Linked DNA regions of Arachis hypogaea: region 2 is linked to region 1. The links are chromatin contacts, called in public Hi-C maps. All regions are on one chromosome and are shown on one strand. The core of a region is the stretch at or near the end of the contact, and the rest is flanking DNA. Distances in the headings are between cores, read along the strand shown. Region 1 holds the start of LOC112750581 (T-complex protein 1 subunit beta). Region 2 holds the start of LOC112750582.

Evidence for each region. A called contact is a pair of places that touch in the nucleus more often than the background predicts.
Region 2: a Hi-C map of an unstated tissue shows a contact between it and region 1, with 8 times the contacts expected there. The contact joins the promoter of LOC112750582 here to the promoter of LOC112750581 in region 1. A contact is called at or near these places in 3 of 8 Hi-C or Micro-C datasets (leaf and an unstated tissue).

The regions. Positions count from the first base shown.
Region 1 is chr15:124,029,385-124,036,848 of arahy.Tifrunner.gnm2.J5K5, reverse strand. It overlaps LOC112750581 (T-complex protein 1 subunit beta), which reads left to right and starts at 4,823. Exons shown (of 13, transcript XR_011872213.1): 1 at 4,823-5,092; 2 at 5,208-5,244; 3 at 5,354-5,410; 4 at 5,530-5,595; 5 at 5,706-5,817; 6 at 6,574-6,702; 7 at 6,982-7,053; 8 at 7,160-7,275.
Region 2 is chr15:124,182,294-124,189,340 of arahy.Tifrunner.gnm2.J5K5, reverse strand. LOC112750582 reads right to left here and starts at 2,912. Exons shown (of 2, transcript XM_025799371.3): 1 at 1,755-2,912; 2 at 1,007-1,644. The coding sequence starts at 2,537. The coding sequence ends at 1,483. It overlaps LOC140179534 (a long non-coding RNA gene), which reads left to right and starts at 6,428. Exons shown (of 2, transcript XR_011873034.1): 1 at 6,428-6,841.

The DNA.
Region 1 (7,464 bases), core at 3,574-6,073:
CTTACACAACCACAAGTAACCATTGCGTGAGTCATAGACTTTGGCAGCAGACCCATTCCAATACCAACCCACTTCCGGACCTGCTTGTTCATCTGGATTGTAAGAGAGAATATTACCTTTTAGATTTTGAGATAAAGGAGAATAAAGAGTATCCAAATGCCACCTACCAACCGACCAAATATCCTGTATCCGGAAATTCGAATCAGAAATGTGAACATAATCCATCTCATTAGATAACCGTCCTTCTCTCCTCCAGCTAGAAAACCAAAAATTCTGGTTCAAATCTCCAATACACCAAGCAAACCCATCCTTCAACACTTCCCAAGCCTTGCAAAGACACCTCCAAATGGGAGAGTCTTTGTTCTTAGGATAACTAAAACAGTCATATAGAGATGATCGGTATTTGGCATCCAACAATTGGACCCATAGCTTGTTTGGCTGTTGGAAAAAAGTCCAAACTAGCTTCCCAAGAAGAGCAATATTTACACAATAAGGATCTCTAATCCCCAAACCTCCATATTTTTTTTGGAGTAACCAGTACCTTCCAACTAACAAGATTCAATCCTCTTCCATCAACTTGTCCTTTTCAAAGAAAATTCCTCATCATAGACTCCAATTTACTAATGATTCCTTTGGGAAAAATAGAGACCTGCATCTGGTACGTGGGAATAGCGGCTGCAACAGAATTAACCAAGTAGAGTCTACCAGCCCGATTGAGTAAATTCCCTTTCCAGCTTGCTGGCCTACTCCGAATCTTATCCAGGACAACATTGAAAGCTGAACGAGGCACCCTAGAATGGCTAAGGGTAACTCTAAGATACCTGCCCAAGTCCTGGACAAATCTGATAGAGGATACCCCAGTGAAAACCTCTTTTCTTGTTGTAGAAACATTCTTGGAGCAAAGCGCTTTAGACTTCTTCACATTAATCTTCATCCCAGATGCTTTGCAAAAAGTCTCTAAAACCAACATCACATTTTGCACTTGTCTCTTTGTAGCTTTACAGAATAGAAGTAAGTCATCCGCAAACATTAAGTGGGATATTCTTGGTCCCCCTCTAGAAATAGCAACCGGCTCCCACAAGCCCAAATCAACCTGATGACTAATAAAGCATGCCAATCACTCCATACACAACACAAAAAAATAGGGTGACATAGGGTCTCCTTGTCTAAGACCTCGACTAGGAGTAAAGCCATTCAGACAATTCCCATTCTAAAGAATAGATAAGGAAGAAGCAGTGACACAATTCATAATCAAATTAATTGTAGGAATAGAAAAACCAAAGCTCTTAAGGGTATAAGTCAAAAACCTCCAGTTAACTCTGTCATAAGCTTTCTCCAGATCAATCTTAAAGGCCAGTGTGCCTTTCTTTGATTTAGTCTTCTTCATAAAGTGGAGAACTTCTTGAGCAATAATGATGTTGTCAGGAGTTCCTCGTCCCGGAATAAATCCTCCTTGAAGCGGGCCAACAATCTCCGCAAGATAAGGACGAAGCCTATTAACAAGGACCTTCGTGATGATCTTGTAAACTACATTGCAGAGACTAATCAGCCTGAAATCTTTCATAGATAACGGTGATTCAACCTTTGGAATAAGAACCAGTAAAGTCTCCAACATTCTCGGATCAAGAGTAACACTGGAGAATGCCTGCTTAACCATCTTCCAAACATCAAGACCAATGATCTCCCAATATTCTTTGAAGAAGAAAGCTTGAAACCCATCAGGACCCGGAGCTTTAAAAGAGTTCATGTGAAAAACAGATGTTCTGACTTCCTCCATAGTAACTGGTGTCGTGCGATTATTGCAAGCTTCCTCATTCAGAGAAGGAAGAGGCACATCACCAAGGCAACCCAAATCAACATCATCCAAATGACAGAATAAACTTTTATAGAAAGACTCTGCTTCTTGACTCAGAACCTCTGGATCAGTTTCCCACACTCCATCCTTGAGAAAAAGGCCATGAATCTTATTATGCTTCCTTCGCGCAAGAGTTTGAATATGAAAGAATCTTGTATTCCTATCCCCGAACCTTACCCACTGCTCTTTGGACTTTTAGAACCATAGGAGCTCTTCTTGCACTAGAGTATTATTATAATCATCAAGTAACTGTTGTTCTTTCTGACGCAAATAAATACTATCCACCACTTCCAAACGCTTTTGTAAATAATTAATCTGCTACTCTAATTCACATTTTTTAACAAAAATGTTACCAAATACCTTCGAGTTAAACTCTAGTGAATTCTTCTATACTTCCGAAAGCTTGCCATGAATCCCTCTATTACCAGACCACCATGACTGATTCACAATATCCCAATACTCAGGATGAGTAGCCCAAGCAGCAACAAATCGAAAAGGTCGATTCCCTTTAGGCTGAGGACGACCTTTACAACGCACCAGAATAGGGCAATGATCAGACTGAAGCCTATTTAAAACTTCTGCATAAGCCTCTGGAAAGATAGATAACCAACTACTATTTATACATACTTGATCAAGCTTTTTTGCCACGTCAACATAATTTTTCACCCTTCTGTACCAAGAAAATCGCCTCCCAATAGTCTTCAGATCAAACAAACCACTATCCTCTAATAAAGTAGCAAATATGTCTGCTCTTTGATGAGAAAATTGACAGCCCTTAGATTCATGAGAAAATTTGACTTCATTAAAATCACCAAGAACAATCCAAGGTCCTTGAAAAACCATGGATTGTGCAACAAGATAATCCCAAAGGAGAACCCTTTTATTAAATTGAGGACTGCCATAAATACCATTACACCTCCAAATTAAATTATCAAATTGAACCTCAACAGTAACACCCTGATCAAAAGCATCAATGAACTTACAACAAACACCTTTCATAGAGGATAGAAACCAAATACCTCCCTTATGCCCCTCTGCTTCTACTATACCAACAGAGTGATACCCCAACCTTTCCCAAAACAATTTTAAATGCTGAAAAGGGGAGCGAGTTTCAACCACAATAAAGAAAATATGTCTAAATTTTCTAACAAGTTCCTTACAATGCACCAGGGCTAACTTATTAGAAGCACCCCTAATATTTCAAACAATCATATTAAAACTATCCATAAATAATAGGGACAGAATAAATAAGAACATAAACTCTAAACAGAATTACCAACCTCAATAGGTGGTTTGTCCTACGGTACTGGCACACTCCAATCCTCAATAATTGCCACCTTCGGACCCCCTAACACTGCACCTGCCATGCTTCCATCTACTAAGGTTTTCTCCGTTGTGCCACCATTTTTATCAACTGGCGAGTTTTGCAGGGAGGAAGGCCGAGGACGCTTCCGTAGTGAAATTCCATGACGTGCAGGAGTTCTGCACAATAGAGATGGTGCAATTTCATGTTTTTCTTGCTTCCTCATCCTAATGCCAATTAATTTGCCTCCATCACCATGCAAATTGGGCCTTGGAACCATTCTCGAACCATACTTGTGCTGCTTTCCATCTTGGTCCTTCAAACCTGATGACTGGCCCATTATGAATTTTTCCTTACGCAGCACTTGTTGCCAGCCCTCTCCATCATCCATGCATGCCGCATTAACATGACCATCAGGCACGTGAGGAGCTAATGATTTCGTAACCACATCCTTCCCTTTAACAACTCCTAATTTCTCACCCAAATTACGAGAATTCTCACCCAAATCACAAGCTTCTGATTCAGCCTCTTTATGAAGCTCATGATTGTTGTGTGGCACTAGTGTCGGGGCTTCATTATTTTTTCCATCACCAAAGAAATTTCTGTTTCCTTCCAAGGACTCCTTCTCCTTGCACAACGATTTATCATGCCCATACCGTGCACAAGTAGCATAAATCAACTGTAAACTCTCGTACTCCATTTCATGAGTCACACCCTCCACTATAATATGTTTGATTTCAGGCAACCCAAGATTTATTTGAACACAAGCTCGAGCATGTAAAAATTCTATTTTTAAAAATTTGATCCAAACTATATTATTAATATTTTTTATTATTTTTATAAATTATATTTAATTATTTATAAATACATATATCTCGTTTACCGACGAAAATTAAAAAATACACATATTTTGTTTACACTGTAAACAAGATACGTGCAAAATTATCTCGTTTACAGTGTAAACGAGATAAGTATTTATTTCGATAAATATTTTTTAAATTATTTATTTCGGTAATTATTACATTTATTTAATTTATAAAAATAAAAAATCCTTGATTTTTTATGCACATATACTACATTTTTATAATAATATCAAATAAAAATGATATTTATGATATAAATTGATTAAAAATATATTTATTATTTAAAGGTAATCTTCCTTGTAAGTTGTAAGACACCCAAAATAAAACTAATTTAATAAATAAGAGAAAAGTAATATCCTAAAGCTATCTCTAAAAAATTTTAAATTAAACGATTTGATTCTCAATAAATTTTAATTATTAAATTAATTTTTATTTTTTATTTTATTAGACAAGTCAATTCTCAAGTTAAATTTTGAAAAAAAATTAGATAAATAAATATTTATTATTATTTAATGAAGATATAATGGTTTTTAATTTTTTTTATAAAATTTTCAGACATTTTTTATATAAATGAATAATATAATATGAGATTGATTTTTCTAATAAAATAACATTTTTTAAACTAATTTAGTAATTAAAATTTATTAAAATTAAAAATGATGGACTAAAAAGTTATTAGAATTTAATTTCAGTATAACTCACAAATAAATTCGAAGTCACTTTTAATATTTTAATAATAATAATAATAACAACAACAACAACAATAATAATAATAATAATAATAATAATAATAATAATAATAATAATAATAATTTCGGTTGCGGGATCGTAAAACCCTACTACTTTCATTTGCTGGCTTACAATTGCTACGCCATATTCGCGACATCACCAGAAACCCTAAGAAATCAGACACCACCTTTGTCCTCGCTGCTCCTCGCTTCCACATCTCCAGCCGCTCTGCAACTCCTCCGCCAAACAATCCGCCGCGACGTAACTCGCTGCACTCTTCTCTCCCTCACTGCTCCACTCTGCCACTGTCTCCGCCGCCAACAACTCTGCCAACATCTACCAGTGAGTTTTTTTTTCTTTTTTTTTTTAATTGTTGTTGTTAGAATTTATTTAGAGCTTTTGTCTTTCTTTTTAATTGATTTTAGTAGATTTTTAGCGAGTTCTGTTCTCTTTGCAGGTGGCCACATTTTGAATTTTGAAACTTCATAATGGCTGTAAGTAGATCTCTGCTAACGTTATTATCTTTATTTTTATTTATTTATTTATTTTTTTTATCTTCCTTTAATAATTTTCTTATGGGGGTGAGTGGTGAATGCTATGTAGATTGATACAATTTTCAAAGATGAAGCCAGCCAAGAAAAAGGAGAGCGAGCCAGGATGGTGAGTGTGATATGTTTGTGTTAGCGAATATTTTCGTGCATTCTCCTTGGTATTTGAGTCTGAGGAAGTTGATTAACTCTTAATTACATTTGTTGTGATGGTTCTTTGCATTTGCCCAGGCATCTTTTGTTGGAGCCATGGCTATTGCTGACTTGGTTAAGACTACTCTAGGGCCGAAGGGAATGGTAAAACAATCTGTTCTTCCCAGCATTAACCTTATCGATAAATGATGTTATTTTCTGTTCATACTTCGTAGTTGTAAGTAATCTGTATATCTTCAATGTGATTGCTGCAGGATAAAATCTTGCAGTCAACAGGAAGAGGGCGTGAAGTTACTGTGACCAATGATGGTGCTACGATCTTGAAGTCCCTCCATATTGATAACCCAGCTGCTAAAGTGCTTGTTGGTATCCTTTTGGCTTTTCATTTTCTAATATTTTCTATTATTCTTGGGGTAGTGATAGACTGATGGTAGCTTAGGAATTGCTGGATGCTACAATGAGTCCAAACCAGATCATAAGAAGGTCAACTTTCTGAGTTTTTAAGAGCATGTAAGGAACTCTTTCTCCCAAATATGTGGTTAGTGTTAGGATATATTACAGGCCCCCAACACTCTTTGGAACCTACAAACTTCTAGATGTTCGCCAAGAATCCAAGATGCTCTCACCATCCTTTCTAATTCCCCTAAAGAGATCATCGAAAAATTGATGATAGATTTCACTTCTAAATTTCTAATGTAGTTCACTGAGTGGTGCAGAAGTGCTTTTTGCATGGGAAACACATTAGTAGATTGCATTGGGAATTGGGACATCTCTATTACTATTAGTGGGCATATATTATCTGGGCTTATGCTGGTCTTCAAAAGTGACATTCTAATTCCCAGTGAAAACACACCATAGTCCGACTTCATGAATACTGACATCAATGGATATGTGATGAATTTGTGCCAACTCACTAGGTATGTTGGGCTATAATTTATGGTAGTATCCTGGTAATTTAACTGATGCTGTTTTTCATATGCTACACATATATTTAAGGTGGCAATTACTTGGGTACTCACATAATTTTCATTTAGCTACTGATGAGAGCATGGATGTAGATTTTCTTGCATATGTCAGAAGCTAAATTTAAACTGTACCATAAACATCCTTAATGTGAGTTAGACATATCAAAAGTTCAAGATGATGAAGTTGGTGACGGAACAACCTCTGTTGTTGTATTGGCTGGTGAACTTTTAAGGGAAGCAGAAAAGCTGGTTGCAGCTAAGATTCATCCTATGACAATAATATCAGGTTTATTTATTTGCATTTCAATATTCCCTAACTTCCCTTATGATACAGTCTTTTCCCCTTGCAAATTTCATATTCCTTTATACTTTGTGCTGTTTGATTTTAGTTGACCTTTCGTCTTTCCAAAACAATGAGTGAAAAGCAGAAGACATTGTCCGAGATTTGTAAAAAATGAAGCACAGAAGCTTGAGGATGAAGCTTACTCTGATTGAAACTTCTTATAGTGCGGAAAATCTTGACTATCTGATTACTGTGCTTTATATTATTGCTATTGATTTTCAGGTTACCGAATGGCAGCTGAGTGTGCTCGTAATGTGTTGTTGCAGAAGGTTGTTGACAACAAAGCAGACGCAGGTATTTGTTTTTCCATTTTGAGTGTGATTCTTCCCATTTCTATTGCACTGGGGAGGGAGGGAGATTGGCTCCATAGCCTAATGCATTGATTTACTGTAACATGCAGATAAATTTAGATCAGACTTGATGAACATTGCAATGACTACTTTGAGCTCCAAGATTCTCTCACAAGACAAAGAACATTTTGCAAGCTTAGCTGTGGATGCTGTAATGAGACTAAAGGTGAGATGTACTGAAAAACTATTTCAAATTTAGTGTATTTAAATAAATAGGATCTGCATGGATGCAATTCTTATTTTGTGTGGAAGAATGCCATTATTCAGTCTAAGATGGCATTGGATTCATTTCTTGCAAATCTTCTCTGCACGGTTGGTTAAATAGGAATGTAATGATATATTTCATTTAGAATTT
Region 2 (7,047 bases), core at 1,663-4,162, 150 kb before region 1:
ACTTGAGCAAAATGCAGATGGAGTGTGAAGCATATAAAGGGCCAGCTTGTCTACGTGTCAAACATGCGACACCTCTCACCTGGAAACGCAAGTTGTGAGCTGCTCTGTGCTCCTACAAAACACAGGTTACATTCCGCTTAGTCTAAGAAAAAAGTGGTTAAAACTGTCTATATGCAATTACACATACCATGATACAGTATACTTGAATTACACTACTTTTATCCATTCTTAAATTAATTTTTGAAATTTTTTTTCTTGGTCACTAGTGCAAATTGTGTTTAAATGCAATTAAAATGTCTCTGATTTTTTGAAATGGATCATCTCCAGTGAAAAAAACATTTGAGAGAATAAAGTGTGATCTTTCACCTTTAATTCTCTAAGTAGGACCAAAATTAAATAAGAGAGAGAAAACAATAAAAGGTTATATTAAACACTGGATAACATCCCGTCTTTTTTCTACTGAAGAGTATCCACTCCCCTGATTTTTTCGTCCCATTATTGTTTTTCTTGTTTTTTCATTTACACGCATAGATTTCCGCAGAAATGCAATCTTAAATGGAGGCCTGTGATGGAGTTGGGCTGGAACTCAGGGCATTTTTAACCGGCCCATTGCCATTGCTAGAGCTATTCTATTCTTGCCTTCTTGGTGGTCACGACTCCACACCAAATCACTTGTGAAAGAAACTTGTGATGCATGATATTGGGTTCGAAGATGAACTCTTCTCAGGAGAGTCGAATTCACGTTTCGCGAGCTTGTAAAGTCCGATTGCCAGTAACAAGGTTCAATACCTACTACAGTTTAGCTACCCAACAAAATTGCTTCTCGACACCTTCTTCCCCACCACGTTTAGCGCGTAATTGGAAGCTTCTTTGCATAGAAATGGGTCAATATGATCTTGGTTTACACCAGTTTTGCAGGACCATAGTAAACAATTATCGTAGTAAATAAGCATATCGCATAGCCTGCATTAGAAACATACTATTACACTAAAATCTGATATTCCGGTTTAGCAACTACATAACTGCTTTTCTATTAAATATATGAGTGAAACCAGCAACATAAATATACAAAGAAAGACAACATTCACTCATGAATCATGATACAATTCAGAGAACAAAGGAAAAAAAGAGTAACAAAAAGGTGCGCGCTTTAATGGAATTTGAGTTTAATTTCTCCAGCCTAAAGAAACCTAGCTCAGAACTCAAGAAACTAGAAGAACCAAATCTATGTAACTGCCACTGATCATTATCTAGACTAATAACTTAAATGAATGCTATATAGATGCGTCCTTAAAGCCACAGAACTTCACAAGCTTTAATCAATTAACTAAGATATTCTTTTCTATCACAATCCACTTTCTTCGGTAGAGAGTTATTGACATATAAACAAACGAATGAACGAACTATGTACCTACTACCAAAAGTAAATTAGCTTTCAAAGCAACAAAACAAGATTGTTGTTATAGGCTTTCAAGTTTCAAATCAAGATTCTTCATCAGAGTCAGAAGAAACAAGCATCTTGTCCTTTCCCTTTCCCTTTCCCTTCCCCTTCCCAGATTGTCGCGCCTTTCCATTCCCTGCGTCTTCAGCAACCTTGTACAAATCTGCTGTAACCTCTGTTAACCACGAACCAGGAACAAGACCCTGCACAACCACGTTAGCGCAGAATCAGATTATAACAAATCAAACAAAGAGTACAGCGACGCTGCAGAGATTCAAGTTAAAAGAAGTCAAGAAAAATCGATGCAACTTACATCCAATTGCTTCCGGATACTTCTGGGCCTTTTGTTGGGCCTGCGCGGCGGCCGGTGGCCCACCATCTTTATGAAATCTTCTTCAACCTCCTTCCTTGACAATTGAAGGGAGAATTTCGGCCTCGGCGCGCTCTTATCGGAATTGCTTCGAAGCTTCAGCAACTTAACGGTGCCGCCGTCAGTTCTTGCAGGAGAGGAATTCTCATCAATCTTCAACGCTTTCTCGCTGCCGCCGCCAAGTCTGCCGTCGGAGAATGGAATCTTCCACTCCGCTCGCCTTGTCCTCAGATTCCACGTCCTCGCGCCCTCCCTCGCTAACAGAGGCGGCGATTCCCGCTCGTTTTCATCCTCCCCCACATTCATCTTGTCGTCCTCTTTGTTCCTCAAAATGGCGTCTTTCATCTTGTCAGCCTCGGTTTTCAGATCAAACATCAGTTTTTGCCTCATCGCCTCAATTCCGTCCTTCACGCCATCGGCACCGCTGCGGCCCTTGCCATTGATTCGCGACCTCGGTATCTTTGCCACCGAGTGGTTTCCCTCCTGTTCCGTTTCCCTCTTCCGCCTCGGCGGTGACTCATCGGACATTGAAACTGAAGATCGGCGATCTCCGCTGCTGGAGCGGCTAGAGCCGGCGGAGTTTGTGCACCTCAGGTACTTCTGGCTTCCCCACTTCAAGTGTGGAAGGTTGAAATTATGAAGGCGGTTTGATCGCTTGGGACTGGTCGCCATGGACTCCGGCGCTGGAACTGTCCCTCTATCTCCGTTCAAACCCGGCAGCACCATTTACATGAAGACAAGGAAGAGAATCGGAGGAACGAGAAAGAGAGAAGAAAACCCTTTCACTCCGCCAAGTGTTTTGGGGTGCGTAGGCAGAGGAAGAGAGAGCTGAAAATTCTATCGAAAATCAGAAACAAAGAGATTGAATAGGCTTTTTTCTGAGGTGGCCGGGAAATTAAGTTAATATAAGGAGTAGGGACTGAGAAGAGGGGGCGGTTTTAACGTTTGGGTTAATGGACTTGGAGTTGGACCTTGGGATGCATATGCTCATGTTTCCGTGATTCTTTTTTATTTACACCATAAACTTAATATAAATTTAAATATTTTGTTTTCAACTGAAATCCTTATCTAAATCGTAAATCTCAAATTTGTTTTTATCACATTTTGATCCGAAAACTTAGTTCTTAATATAAATGTATGAGGCAATTCGACCTATTTAAAAAAAAAATATTATATGACTAATAAAATTTATCATTTTAACATTTTTGATAATCTAATCGAATTGATTTTTTTATTTTATTTTTTATGGTATTTCTATTTCGACAAGTTAAGGATTAATCCGTCGCGATACTGAACTGAACTCTATTTAAAAGTTTGTCGCTGAGTAGGTTGCTGCATATACCAGACAGAATTCGAACTCTCAACGCTTACTTAAACAGACTAGTGAACTAACCACTAAACCAACTAAACTTAGTTCTCTAACCGAACTAGTTAGCTCGAACGAATTAACCAAAAATTAACTACTAAGAGTATGTTTGGTAAACACGTTGAAAGCAAAAAAAGTGCGTTCAATCTTTTTTAACGCTGTAATTTTTGTTTGGCTAATTTTTTTCTTCTGAACGCGAACATGATTCTGGATTTGAACTCTCGTTTACCAGAAGCAACAAATTGTAACTTCTACGTTTAGCTTCTTCGTTCACTTCATAAATTAAAAAATTAATTGGCATTCTATCAATTTTGTCATTCAATCTCATCTATAACAAGAAATACCAAAAACAATCATCAGAGTTTTTGAATTTTTTTCTTCACAAATAAATATTTTTTAATATTATTATTAGTACTCTTTGTTAAGTTTTAATTTTTATCAATTATTTATTTATTTTTTTATTAATAGTATGAATATTTTTGTTTAGAATTTTTTATGTTCACTTATGTATATTATTGTATTTTTTTAATTGAATTTTTAATATTTATTATTCATATGTTTTTTTTAATTATTTTTATTAATATGTATTTTTTTTATAGAATTTTATTTTTTTATTTGACTTTGTATATTTTTTACTATATATCCTTAAATTAGTATATATTTTATTTATTATTATTAATTTTTATAATATAAATTTTATTAAAAAGATATAATTAAATACAAAAAGAATACGAAAGAAGAGTATTAACAAATTATAACAAAAGAGTATTAATTTTCAATACATAAATTTAAATTCTTTTCAAAAGTAATTATAGTAAAAAATGTTAAAATAATATAGATTTGAATAATATAAATTTATGTCCTTTTTAATAATTTTTGTCTAAAAATAATTTTAAATAATGTAATCCAAACAACATTCATTTTATTATAATCCATTTTATCACAAAATTATCAAATATAATTATATAAATCACGTTAATACCAACTCATTTTTATCAAAATTAAATTTATAAAATCAATTTTATACAAAATTTCATTTACAAACTCTAATTCAAACATACACTAAATTATGTCGCTTTTTAATTTTATTATGGAGGCAAAGTTGGTGCTCGACTTGGATATGGGGAGGAGTGGTGCTTAACATTGGTGGTGGTGTCAGGCACCACTCAGACCCAACAATTTCTTGAACTTAATTCAAAAAGCAAATTAACAGAGAAAACGGACCATCCGATTTCATGTAAATCGTCAAAAAAAATATTGATTATGGAAAAATCGCAGAGTCCGATTTATTTTATGTGAATTTCAGATCCTCCCTCCATGCAAAACGGACCTCCGATTTGCATCCAAAAACTTAAAAACAAAAAAATCGAAAGGTCCGATTTCTTAACACCAAATTTAAGCAAAAAGCTGTCCCACAAATTAGTGTAGTACCTCCATCATCCATAACCCAACACAACACCTTCACCTCTTCCATAACCAAAAAAATCAACTAAATTATGTTAGTTCAGAGTAAAAATCTATCAGCAATGAATGGATAAAAAACCAAAAAACGATCAAACAAATAGTTAATCGGTCAAAGCGATTTTTTTAGCGATTAAACTAATTTAAAATAATAAAATACAAAATTTTTTTTAATAAATTTATATATTTTATACATAAATATATTATTTTATTATATTTAGTTCAATTTTAATTAAATATCAGATGAATTTTTATATTTTTAAATTTTTAATTCTATTAATTTAATCACCAATTTAATTTTTAAAATCTTACATTTTAGATAATACTTAATAAACAAAAATATTTTTATATTAAATTTAAAATTTAAAATTATAAATACTAATAATATAAAAATAAAATATTAATCTAAAATATTAACTAATATTAATAAAAAATCAACTTTTTTCTTTAAAAAATAATATTGCATATGTCAACATCAGTCAATTTGTATATTGAATTCCAATAAATTGCATATAAAACTTGTACTTAAGAGTTTTGAAACACATGCATTTTTCTTTTTTTTTTTTTGTTCGCGACATCTACAAGTCCAATAAGAATAAGTATTCAAATAAGGTGAATACTATATATCGTCTAAATTATAAAAAAAATCTATACATATAGATTATGTGTGGTTAGTTTCTTTGGATGATATTTATCATATTTTTGTTTTAATTCTATTCAGATGAGTTGATAGATAAAATAGGCACCACTTGCATAATAGTATTTTGTCTCTTTCAAATTCTATTAGCACGTAATTAATTGTTAAATATTTAGTTGGACTTTTATCTTCATTAAAACTCACCTTTTTTTCTTATTTTTGCAAAATCAAAATTAAATAGTTTAGATAATAAAAGAAAATTTCTTGTTATTATTCCCTATTTTTTTAACATTAATTTCAAAAAATAGTTTGTAAGTGTAAAATCTAGTTTGCCAATAAAACTCTTTATTTTAAAATTTTAAGTACAATTATATTTTCTGTCAGTCTCCTAAATTTAATATGAGAGACTATTATCATCGTCAAAATAATTATTACTATATTTTTATTAAATTTTATATTTTCTGTTTAAATATTTTTTTCTTCTTATCTTATTGCTATATTCTTTTTTGTTTATTTTACAAGATATAATTTTTTAATAGTTTCTATTTATCATTTTTTATTATTGTTTCATTTGATTTTTAGTACCTTAACAGGGTGTCAAATTAAACTTGTATCAAGATAGTGAGCTCCACATGAAAATTACTTAATGTTAGTGTCGAAAGTGAATTGTGCAATACAGTGTAGGCAATAAAGTGAAATCGAAATAAAAAAAGAAAAAGAAAATAGAGTCGAAATTGTTGAAAATGTAAAAAAATAAATAAATAAAAGACGGAATAACAAATGAGAATGAGTAATATAACACCCGAGTTTTTAAAATTAAATTTTACGCTTTGAATTTAAAAATAAAATTTAACTTAATGATGACTTATTCTATTATTTTAAATTATCTATCAAAAATTATATTGATAGTTACAGTCTAAATTGATTTTTATAAATATTATTATTATTATTATTTAGTTATATTTATTTGGCCGAAGCCATTAAGATTTGTATTATATTATTACAATATTATATTATTACTTGTTTATAACATGACACATGCTCTCTTTTTATATATAACCAAATGAAAGAATTAGAAACGTGGCTTATGTGCTCTTGTGCATATATATATATACATACATATAATTGTTACACATGCCACTCTTAATTATTAATCAATGACACCTAATGAAGCATTAGCCACCACAAAGTATCCATTCATTCCTATCAGCCTTATCACTTTCATTTCTTTACTCTCACCACCGAATTGAACTTGGCAAAAAAAGAAGAAAGAAAGGCCGAGAGAGAATGTGAGCTTTCATGGAAACCATGAGTTTTTAGCTTCAATTTCGTGTGATTCATAACTCCAATAAAAAATCTAATTTGGTAAAAGTGTTCGTATTTTCTTCTTCTACACGTTGGTATTACTTTGATCCAGTAGAAGTTGACGGTCACGTATCTCCTCTTTCCCTTGAGTTCGGCCAACTGGAGTTCTAGGAGGTACAGATGATTTCTGACGCTTTCCTCTTCAGCAGCTCGGTCAGAAAGTTTTTCCAGAGTTTTTATTGATTTCGATCTCATACGGAGGTAGGAGATTTATTTTTAAAGATAAACGTTTTTAATTTAGAATGCCTACAAAATTAATTGAATAATTGTAAATATCTATATATATATATATATATATATAATAGTAATGTTATTGAGTATGGATTATTGCTGTGAATGTGACTGTTTTCGTATTATTAAGAATTTCGCTGATTTGAGAATTGTTGAGGAATAGGGAACCCGTAAGG